Linked DNA regions of Hordeum vulgare: region 1 is linked to region 2. Evidence: chromatin contacts called from public Hi-C data. All regions are on one chromosome and are shown on one strand. Each heading gives the region's core, a stretch centred on a gene start, on an enhancer-like site or on the middle of the called end of the contact. The rest is flanking DNA. Distances are from core to core; before and after follow the strand shown.

Region 1 (4,890 bases), core at 1,065-3,564, 220 kb before region 2:
TTGGGCTAACAAAAAGAACCAATGAACCAAACCACACCAAAATCTGACACAATCTCCTCGGTATCTTTTTTTCCCTTGGTAAATCTCGCATGGCTCTCTCTCACGTACGTCCAAAACCTGACCCAAATTATCAGGTCTCATATATCCCTTTTTTTCCACCAACTGTATATTTATCTCTCAAGACTCCCCCTTCTGTTTTTTCCCAGGATATCTCCTTCCAAAATCTCACGTATCTCCAAACCGGAAAATCTCTCACATATCTTACTCACGTCTCCTTAACCATTGATTTGATGGGCCCAATTGATTACATCTTAAATTTATATAAACTCTGGACCACCCAACAAGATATTACGTACTCCCTCCGTTCTAAAATATAAGACCTTTTAGAGATTTCACTAGGAGACTACATACAGAGCAAAATGAGTGAATGTACACTCTAAAATATGCCTATATACATCTGTATGTAGTTTATAGTGCAATCTCTAAAAGGTCTTATATTTAGGAACGAAGGGAGTACTATACAACAAGATTTGTGAAAATACAAAACGTATCTGCGTGCATGTATTTCTCCCAAAAATATCTGCATGAATGTAAAAACCGAAAAAGTGAAGAAACAAACTTTAATTGACTCTTTTCTTTTAACTAGCATGCCTTGCTCATCTCCTGAAAACGTGCAAGGCAGAAAGCTTCCTTTGCGGTCGTTCAAGTCTCATCAGAGCTGATCACCATACCATTGTCCATAGAAACTATATCTTCTCTATGATCTTTCAGTGCTGTGCAGATTGTGTGCTACGCCGACGGCGGCCACTTATGTTTCCTCCGACTCCAAGCGAAAAATCAAGCGTGCGTACATACTTCCACTGCTGCACTGCCTAGGCTCTGCATACTCGGCATCAACAATAGTGTCGCGCATTATTTTGAGATTCAAGTCTAAAAATATTTTGAAAAAAGTAAGATTTAGTGTACGCGCATTATTTTGAGATTCAAGTCTAAAAATATTTTGAAGATATACATTTTTATTCATATACCACTCGAGTCTGTGACAAAATAAGCCATGTCATGAGATGCTTACTATGAAGTGTTATTCTTTATATAATTCTCCTAAGCTCCTTTGAATAATTTTATTTCACCCAAGAAAATATTTGTTGTTTTGCATTTTATCATCTATGTTAAGTTATATGTAGTAAGTATAGTCATGTGCATTTGTTAGGTACTCACTTGGTTTTTAGTACATATGAAAAATCCTTTTGTTCAGAATTTAATGATTTAATTTTTTTGGGAGATGGAGCCACGTTTTATTGGTTAAAGCTATGGTTAAAAATGAGTGCCGAAAGTCACGTGCATCCCTTATGTACTTATGTCGACCGACTGATTTCGAGAAATAGGCAATTTACAAGAAGTGATACCTAAGATAGTGTCAAAATACCATAGTAGAAAACGAAGAATGTAATTTTCAAGTTATATTTTTAGTTATATATAACTATAGAATAAACAAATTACTAATTCATGAAGCTTCGAGATCAGATAGTTTCTACACTTGGAAAAGGAAAATATATTAGTCAACTCCTAAAAGTCAATATTGGAAACTCACATTAGTTCAATGAATCAATTGTAAACGATTAATAAGAACTACAAACTTAGATTAGTTCTCGCTATCTAAAACAAGTTACAAGTACTGCATAATATCGATTATTCATATATTATATAAACTGATCTAGCCCGTGTGAATGCACGGGTTGTCGACTAGTGTGTGTAAAAATTCATGATGAAATACCTTGAGTTGCGACCTGTACAAAAAAGATAAATTCGTGGTGTGAGAGGATGAATAGTATCATGTGTTAAACTACCTCAAATTTATCTTTTTTGCATAGCCCTCATTTCAATGTATTTTGAACAAAAAATTTACACACATGTGTGTTATATCTTCATGTATATCTATATTTTCTTTCAGATTTTTTTGAAATGTACAAATATGAATTTTGATGAAATTTCAAATTTGAATTTGAAGGCCTCACTGGAGGCCGAGCTCCAAAAGGGATTTCCGAATGAATCATCCAGTGGCATCTTGCCAATTTCACCCATGGTTAAGAAGTGCACTCGAGTGTACGTACGATGGGAAAGTGACACGTCAATAGGGAGCACTCAGTTGACAGGAGAACTAATGAGAACACCAGACACGGTCATGAATTAACGGGGGCCCCATCCATTTAGTCAGTTAACTGTTGAGACGCAAACGCATCCATCGCCACACAGCTGTGCAGCATATTTTGACCAAATGAAGCAAGGAAAGACGATGCCTTGCATGGGACGATCGCCACAAACGTTACATCGGTGGCGGTTGGGATGTTAATTGTCGCCTTGGACCAAAGCGGGACAGGTGTGCACAAAAATACAGAGTTTGCTACTTGTAGTAGCTGCCAGTGGAACATGGCCTTGTGAGACAAATACAGTAACAGCATTTTTAACTGGCCCAATGATCGTTCCTCGAAATGTAAAACAGCGAACAAAACCCAAATACATGCTGCACAGCTTGTCAACAAAAGGCATCCTCTTTCATGTAGCAACATATGCTGCACAACTTGTCCGTAGGCGCCCTTCAATTAGCTTAGCCGTGAGCCCGTGGCCTTTTTCTCGATCTATATTCATCTCTTTGTTGCTCTCGTTGGTTATTTTGTTTCTGGCCGAACGCAGCTTTCCTCCCTTTCTCGCTCCATCATTGTCGATTTCCGCATGCACACTCGATGCATGCAGTCCATCCTACACGACAGGGGCAGGATGGGAAGTCTCTTTCTTCTGATGCAATATATCAAGACGGTTATACGATGTAGACTTCGACTTTAGCAATCACTATTATTTCCGATATTTCCAATTTCCATATGTGCACTAGTCTTAGATATATGCTTTCAAAGGTTATAATCCTCCGAGGCGCGGCAATCATCCATGACCGCTTGAACCACCACACCTCCGTCGGGGTTGTTCAACCCCGCACATTTCACACAAACAAATTATGATTGACAATATTTATTAAAAAGGCCTGCAAAATTTGTGAAATGCACTTGTCGACCGTTTGCTTTGATGTCTTTCCAGTAATACTGCCGGTGGAGTCATTGTGGCTTGGCAATACGACAAGGTTTTGGTTACTAGCTCGCGTGTTGACCTCTTCTCGATCATGTCGTGTCTCAACAACAGTGAACCGTGGATACTCATCAAGGTATACAGGCCAACTATTGATAATCGCAAGGTGCCTTTCGTTGAAAGGTTGTGCTTGATCGGTACCGCTTCTCCTAGTATGTGGGCGACCGCTAGGTCAATCTGATTGTGAACACTGTGGACAAGAGCAATGACCTTCTCAATAGGCCTATGATGGGCTGATCTAGACGACTGCTCAATGACCTTCAGGTCAAGGAGGCGGGGCTTATTGGCATGTGATATACGATAAGAAGGAGCGACAAGGGCTGACTTTGTAGAAGATCGACATGTGGTTCGCTTCCGTGAACTGGAAGGAGCAACAAGATTGCTCCCTTCTGCAAGCGCTATCCACTTCCCCTTGGACCACCATCCGATCATGATGTCGACCAATATGGCCTTTGAGCGGAAGGCGTGGTTCCATTTCTAATCCTTCTGGCCCATGATCCCACAAGGCAGTCTCTAGAAGATGACTTTTCGTCCTTCTATCAATAATCGATTTATGAAAGCGTTCTGGCAGATCAAGCCTACGACCAGAGAGTCTAATATATGGAGCCAGTGGAATATCGGGAACATCAAGTATCATTTGTTGCTTGCGAACGAGGTTGTTTCGATTTTGGATATGGTGTTGGACTCTAGTATGTTGTCTGACGCAGAATGCTGGCTCCACCAAGCTGCACAAGAAGATTTTGGGTCTTGCCTCACTACAATGGACTATTTGCTAGGCAACAATCTCGCCTTACTTGGCTTAAGGAGGGTGACGCGAGCATGACCTTCTTCCACATCCATGCATGGCCTTTTTTATGTTTAGATTTGTGTATGCTTTATGTTTAATTATAATTATTTTCAATTTTTTGTCTTCTCTTCACTAGTTTAGGTCGGTAGTCAATAGTTATAGAGATTTGCATTAGTTGGGTTCAATCTTGCAAGTACTATACGAGTGAGAGGAAATGAAAATTAAATATTATGTATTATTACTACTAAAAAGTGTTAATGGTTAGCAGAGGATAAATAGCCCCCTAACCATAATAGTATGTTATCGTGCTAAATGCAATACACTTAATGTACAAATAATGTGGAGTGTTCTCGGTCAATGGATGGGCTATATAGTTGAAAAAAGCATGAGATGATCTCGGTCTTTACCATTTGGACATACTATCAAATAATGTAGAGTGTTCTCGATCTACGGATGGGCTATTTAGCTAAAGATGCATGAATGGATTTTGTCCTTTAGCATTTAGACGTGCTCCATATATATAATCTTACACATTCATTTTTCTTTCATGAATATGAGACGTTCCATATTGCACTTTTTACACATGATATTGTCATCCACCACACTTCTATGCTTTGGAGAGTTACGCTCGTGAACCTATGAACTTCATTCTAGTTTTTAGCATACGAATCACCTTTCCACAAATTCTACATGATGTTTTATTTTAGTTTTGTTTTCTTCTTATAATACCAAAAATATGTATCCCACATTATCTCTAATAGCCCTTGCAACTAGCAAGACTAGCAAGGATTGATACCCTTGTTAGAACAATTGGAGACACTACTGAATTTTTATTTATGTTGCATGACATTAAACTCATGCTTGATACATGTACCTCTATGGATTGATACCTTGGTTTTTCACTGAGGCTACTCTTATTGGATATTGCAAACTCCTACACTATGAGACCAACAAATGCTACACACCAT
Region 2 (5,210 bases), core at 1,579-4,078:
GACCGAAGAACTACAAGAAGATAAAATCATGTTTGATCTAGTTCAGGCATTTTGTCTCATGTTCTATCATGTCAAATGCCTTTCGAACGTCAAGTTTTGGCACAATAACCTTTTTCTTGGATTGTTTAGACTGGAACATGTACTCAAAAGGCCATGCCAAGCAGACTCCTTTTCTTCACGAATATGTAAAGCTTATGTATCTTCCATTGATAGAAGAAGTTGAAATGAGTACAAGAAAGGCTACACCACATGGCACAACCATAAGAAGATGTAAACATAGTGTCTAGAGCAGAGAGGAATGAAATGCTAGACCCAAACAAAAACTACACCACAACGTTAAACTACCCTAACAATGAACAACCTAAAACTAAGCGATGTACCAAATCTCTAAATACACCACTAGACATGCCACGAGTACTCAAGACGACGCCTTCAAAAAGGATAACGAAGTCACCATCCGATCCGAGGAACCGGATCAGGGGTTTTCCTGGATAATCGAAAGGGGCACAGAGAAAGTCCATACACGTGTCTTCGCTGCCGAGCAGTATTTGATAGGCTTGGATTTTTTAAAACATAATAGTTGATGTGCAGCGGCCAAGGAATATCTCCTTATAGTCTATTTGTGAGAAGATTCGTGGTGATTTTGATGACAGAGGTGAAAGAGCAGATTTGAAATTCTGCCTTTTCATACTGCCTGTTTTATAGTTCCCGGCGTAACCCTCGAGCTCCTGTGTGCTCCTCAACGTAATCCGACGGGAACTAGCAAAAATGAAATAATAAAACAGTAAGAGAATGATTGACATAGCACGACTTCCGCGCCAGAAAAAGAAGGCGGTAGGAGGAAAAGAAAGGTTAAGCATACATTTCTCGTTGTGGTTGAGATGAAATTGTCGCTAGCATTGCTTCCATGCAACGTCGATGTGACTGGCGAGGTGCAGCCACAGCCATGGGTCCATGAGGAACAAACGCAGAGAGACAAAAATATGATGGCACTCCTACTTGCGTTGATTATTATTAGGATTTGATAGGGGGAGTCTGGATTTGACGCGGTTTGGCTTGGGCTTGGGCTTGGGCTAGCTGCCAAAACCGGAAAGCTTGTGTATCACCTTAATAGTAGTGGTACTATAGCCATAGCTGTTTTTGTTAGGCTTAAGATTAAGATGTGGAATTGGAGACGGTCATTGCGCGGGGCGGTTGGTGCAGGCTGGGCTTTCAGATGTTTGGAATAGGATGGAGACGCGCGACAAGTTGGTTGACGCAGCTATCCCGGGCGTTTGTTCGTTAGTATTAATCGGAGCATCGCTCTAGCCTGTGTGTGTGTGTGACGCACAAGGAAGGAAGCACGGCACAGCACAGGCGCGCTATAAGCTAGTATAGCTGAGACGTGAGACCCGTCACCGACCCAGAGAAGAGAAGAGGAGGAATGAAGGTTGCGGCCCGTCGATCATGGCGGTGCTTTTCAGCTGCTGTTAGTTGCGGCGTGCCGTCCTGGTAGTTAGTCGGGCTCTCCTCTATTCTCCCTCAGGCCGGTAGAAGTGTAACGCAAACGAAACGAAAGGAAAGGAGAGGGAGGAAGAAGAGCGGTCGTGGTCGGATCGCGGGAGGAGGAGACGTCTCGATCCCTCGGACGGGGACACGCGCGGGCAGCAACCAACCGCATGCAGATTGGACGCAAGCAAGCCCGCCCGCCCTCCACTCACCGGCAACGGGTGGTTCCTTCGTACACATCCGTTTCCGATAGATCGAAACAAAACCGTTTCCGGAACACGGCTTGCACGGCGCTGCGTCCGTCATCAACGACGGACGCCCTACCACGTCCATGCACCCCGGTTTTAAATTTGCCGGGTTTGTTTTGTTTCGGAGCAGTCGGTTGCAGTTCAGTGGAGCGGACTGGGGGTGGGGTGGGGTGGGCCACCGATCCCAATCCCGCGACCACGCCTCCTCAACTCCCAACGGCCACGACGACTCACCAGCAGCGTCGCACCGTTCCAACACCAATTCCCTTTTCCTTCCTTCCTCTATTTGCCTGTCATCACGTCCCAAAAGAAAGGAAGAAAGATAAAAAGACAGCGAAATACCAGCAGGAACCGGTAGCTCGTTATATGCCTCAGACGTTACCGTAGGATATCTGGCATGGTATCTGAACTGAACGAATTACCACTGCCAGGCTAGATATGTACTCTGCTCTACGTAGCACTCCGCATAATCAGGTTATTAAGTGGTACGTAGCAAAAAAGACAAGGCATTTTCCTGTGCGAAAGGTGCGCCACACGCGTGTGCGTGTGGAAATGACGCGGACGGAGACGGTTTTGCTTGCGACGCATGGCATGCATGGAGACGGCGCGGGATTCAAATTTGTGCTGGGCGAAACAAATCCTCACGTCGCCATACGCGCCGATTAAAAAGCCGAAAATCAGGAAATTCCTACTATCCCCAACAAATACTTACATACTCCTCGGTCACTTGAATCTGTTACTAGAAATAATAGTACCAGAAATGAATATGAATAGCAGAGGTCGTTTCGGTTGGAAGCGATGGCCGGGAAGAGAGATAGATAGATATTATTTTGCGCCTGCCTCCCCATCCCCATCCCTATCCCTATCCATCCGTCCATAACATAACCACACGTAGGCGTTGGAGCAGGAAGAGTCATTTCGGGTTTCAGTTGGGGAGCGTTTATATGGGATGGTAGCGACGCCGCGTGTCCCGGGGCCAGCTGTACCCACGTCCCCCCCTTCCCTCCCCTGCTGGGCTGGAACCCGTTCACCGTCGCCTCCAGTCCCAGGTATATATCCTCCCCCTGCCCCCTCCGCTCCCCTCACTCCATCCTTCCTCTGTCTCCTTCCTTCCTCCCTCCACTTCTCCACCGCACCACCACCACCACATTATTTCGGTAACCCACCACCCGTAGCAGGGAGCGGTTACTACGCACACGTACATCCATCGATCGATCGATCGATCTACGGGCGGCGAGTCATGGCGGCGTGCAGAGGAGGAGGAGGAGGGGGCGGCAAGGACGTGGACCGGATCAAGGGCCCGTGGAGCCCGGAGGAGGACGACGCGCTGCAGCGGCTGGTGGGACGCCACGGGGCGCGCAACTGGTCGCTCATCAGCAAGTCCATCCCGGGGCGGTCCGGCAAGTCGTGCCGCCTCCGGTGGTGCAACCAGCTCTCGCCGCAGGTGGAGCACCGCCCCTTCACCCCCGACGAGGACGACACCATCCTCCGCGCCCACGCAAGGTTCGGCAACAAGTGGGCCACCATCGCCCGCCTGCTCTCCGGCCGCACCGACAACGCCATCAAGAACCACTGGAACTCCACGCTCAAGCGCAAGTACTCCTCATCATCCTCGGCGTCCGCCTCCGCCTCCGCCTCCGCCTCGCCCGGTGATGACGCGGTCGACGACGACCGCCGCCCGCTGAAGCGGACCAGCAGCGACGGGTACCCGGGGCTCTGCTTCAGCCCCGGCAGCCCGTCGGGATCGGACCTCAGCGACTCCAGCCACCAGAGCCTCCCCTCCGTCATGCCGTCCGCCGCCTCGCACCAGCCGCACGTCTACCGCCCGGTTGCGCGGGCCGGCGGGGTGGTCGTGCTCCCGACGGCAACTCCTCAGCCCTCGCCTCCGTCTCCACCGCCGCCGCCCCCTCCTCCTCCTCCGGCGACGTCCCTCTCGCTCTCGCTCTCCCTGCCCGGCTTGGACGCGCCCGAGCCAGCCCCGGTGGCGCAGCCTATGCCCATGCCCATGCCGCCACCTCCTGTTCCTGCTCCTGTACAGCCCGCCGCAGCGCCTCAGATGCCGCCCCCGTCCATGCCGTTCCATCTCCAGCCGCCCCCGCCGCCTCAACCACGCGCGGCGGCGCCCTTCAACGGGGAGTTCCTGTCGATGATGCAGGAGATGATCCGGATCGAAGTCCGGAACTACATGTCCGGCTTCCACCCCCGGTCGCCGACAAGCGCTTGACGACCATGGCCAACATCGAGTACCAGCACGCAAACAAGAAGCAGCATCTCGAGAACAAACCAAGATCAGTCTGCCTGCCTGCTCGACTCAAGAGAAGCAATTAATGAAAGAGGCGGCAAGTGAAGAGGAGAGGCGAAGAAGAAGAAGGCCTGTTTAGATCTTGATCTTGTTTCCCAACAATAATTCCTTAGTTCCATGTGTCTTGATTAGTTTCGTTTTCCTTGCTCGAGATCGATCGATCGATCATGGCAGTTCGTTGGCTGTCGAGAGACTGAGACGGAGAAAACTTCGTGACTAGTGTGCCGAATAAGCTAGGCAGTGCAGAGGCAAACATGTTGCTTGCTGGATAGAGACTTGTTTTTTGTACAGAGGAAAGGGAAAAAGAAATCAAACGAGACGGGGGGAAAAAGGCGAGGCCAAGTTCAGTTCACATGGATGGATGGATCACATCTGATCTGCTTGCTTCTTCAGTTCCGTTTCACTGCTGGCACTCCGGAGTTCCGTTTCACTGCTTGCTTTGGTAGTACAAAGTCGTTTGGTTTCGTTTCCGTGGTGCTGTGCTTTGCTTTGCTAGTCGTACGTAGTAGGTGCACATTTCAGTTTTGGGGTTGTTTTTGTGGTTGGAGTGTCTGGTTTGGGGAGCAGGGGAGAATGGGCGAGCGACGAAACGGAATTATGGTGGGATCGGCAGTGGAGAATGGGCGAGCGACAGCTAACTGACTGCCTCCCTGTTGCGCACCCTCTCTCTCTCTCTGCTTTTTTAATTTTATTTACTGAGGATTGGTATTATTTTGACGTGGGGGCGATTGATGGACGGATGGGAGAGGAGAACGTGTGGGAATGGCGGAAAGGGAGCTTTGAAACGGCAGCTGGCTAGCTTAACAAGGCAACGCAACGCAGCGCAGCGCAAAGTGAAAGTTATCCAGACGACACAACTCACATGACGGACTGACCGCTTGCATTATTGTCCCAGAAAGACGGAGGAACAAGTAAGCTCTGACTGAAGTAGCTGCTGCTGTGCTAAAACTAGTCAAGTTGCAGTTTGTTTCTGGTTTTCAAACCGTCTCCACGCCCGCCCACGACTCTTCCAGCAAGCTACGTCTCCTCCAGAGCCCCCTCTAGTCTAGAATCATGGCACCACCAAATGAACTTGCTGTAATTCCATCGGAACTATATACTTTTTCTCTGTAAACTAGTATAAAACGTCTAGATATAAATATTTTATTCTGAGAATAGTGATTTAAACATTG

What was found. Hi-C and Micro-C count contacts between places; a contact is called where the count stands out from the background.
Region 1: a contact with region 2 is called in a Hi-C map of leaf, with 4 times the contacts expected there. The contact joins the enhancer-like site here to the promoter of LOC123397754 in region 2. A contact is called at or near these places in 4 of 6 Hi-C or Micro-C datasets (leaf and seedling) and 1 of 1 datasets of contacts at active chromatin or transcription factors (embryo).

What each region holds. Positions count from the first base shown.
Region 1 is chr5H:345,768,030-345,772,919 of MorexV3_pseudomolecules_assembly, reverse strand. No RefSeq gene overlaps it. Among protein-coding and RNA genes, the nearest start is that of LOC123397754, 220 kb to the right of the region's middle. Within about 2 kb of position 2,314, at least 2 of the 3 cell types and tissues checked have open chromatin away from gene starts, as enhancers often do. A contact at or near this core is called in leaf, where this site is marked.
Region 2 is chr5H:345,550,743-345,555,952 of MorexV3_pseudomolecules_assembly, reverse strand. LOC123397754 (transcription factor MYB44-like) reads left to right here and starts at 2,828. Exons shown (of 1, transcript XM_045092290.1): 1 at 2,828-4,390. The coding sequence starts at 2,977. The coding sequence ends at 3,960.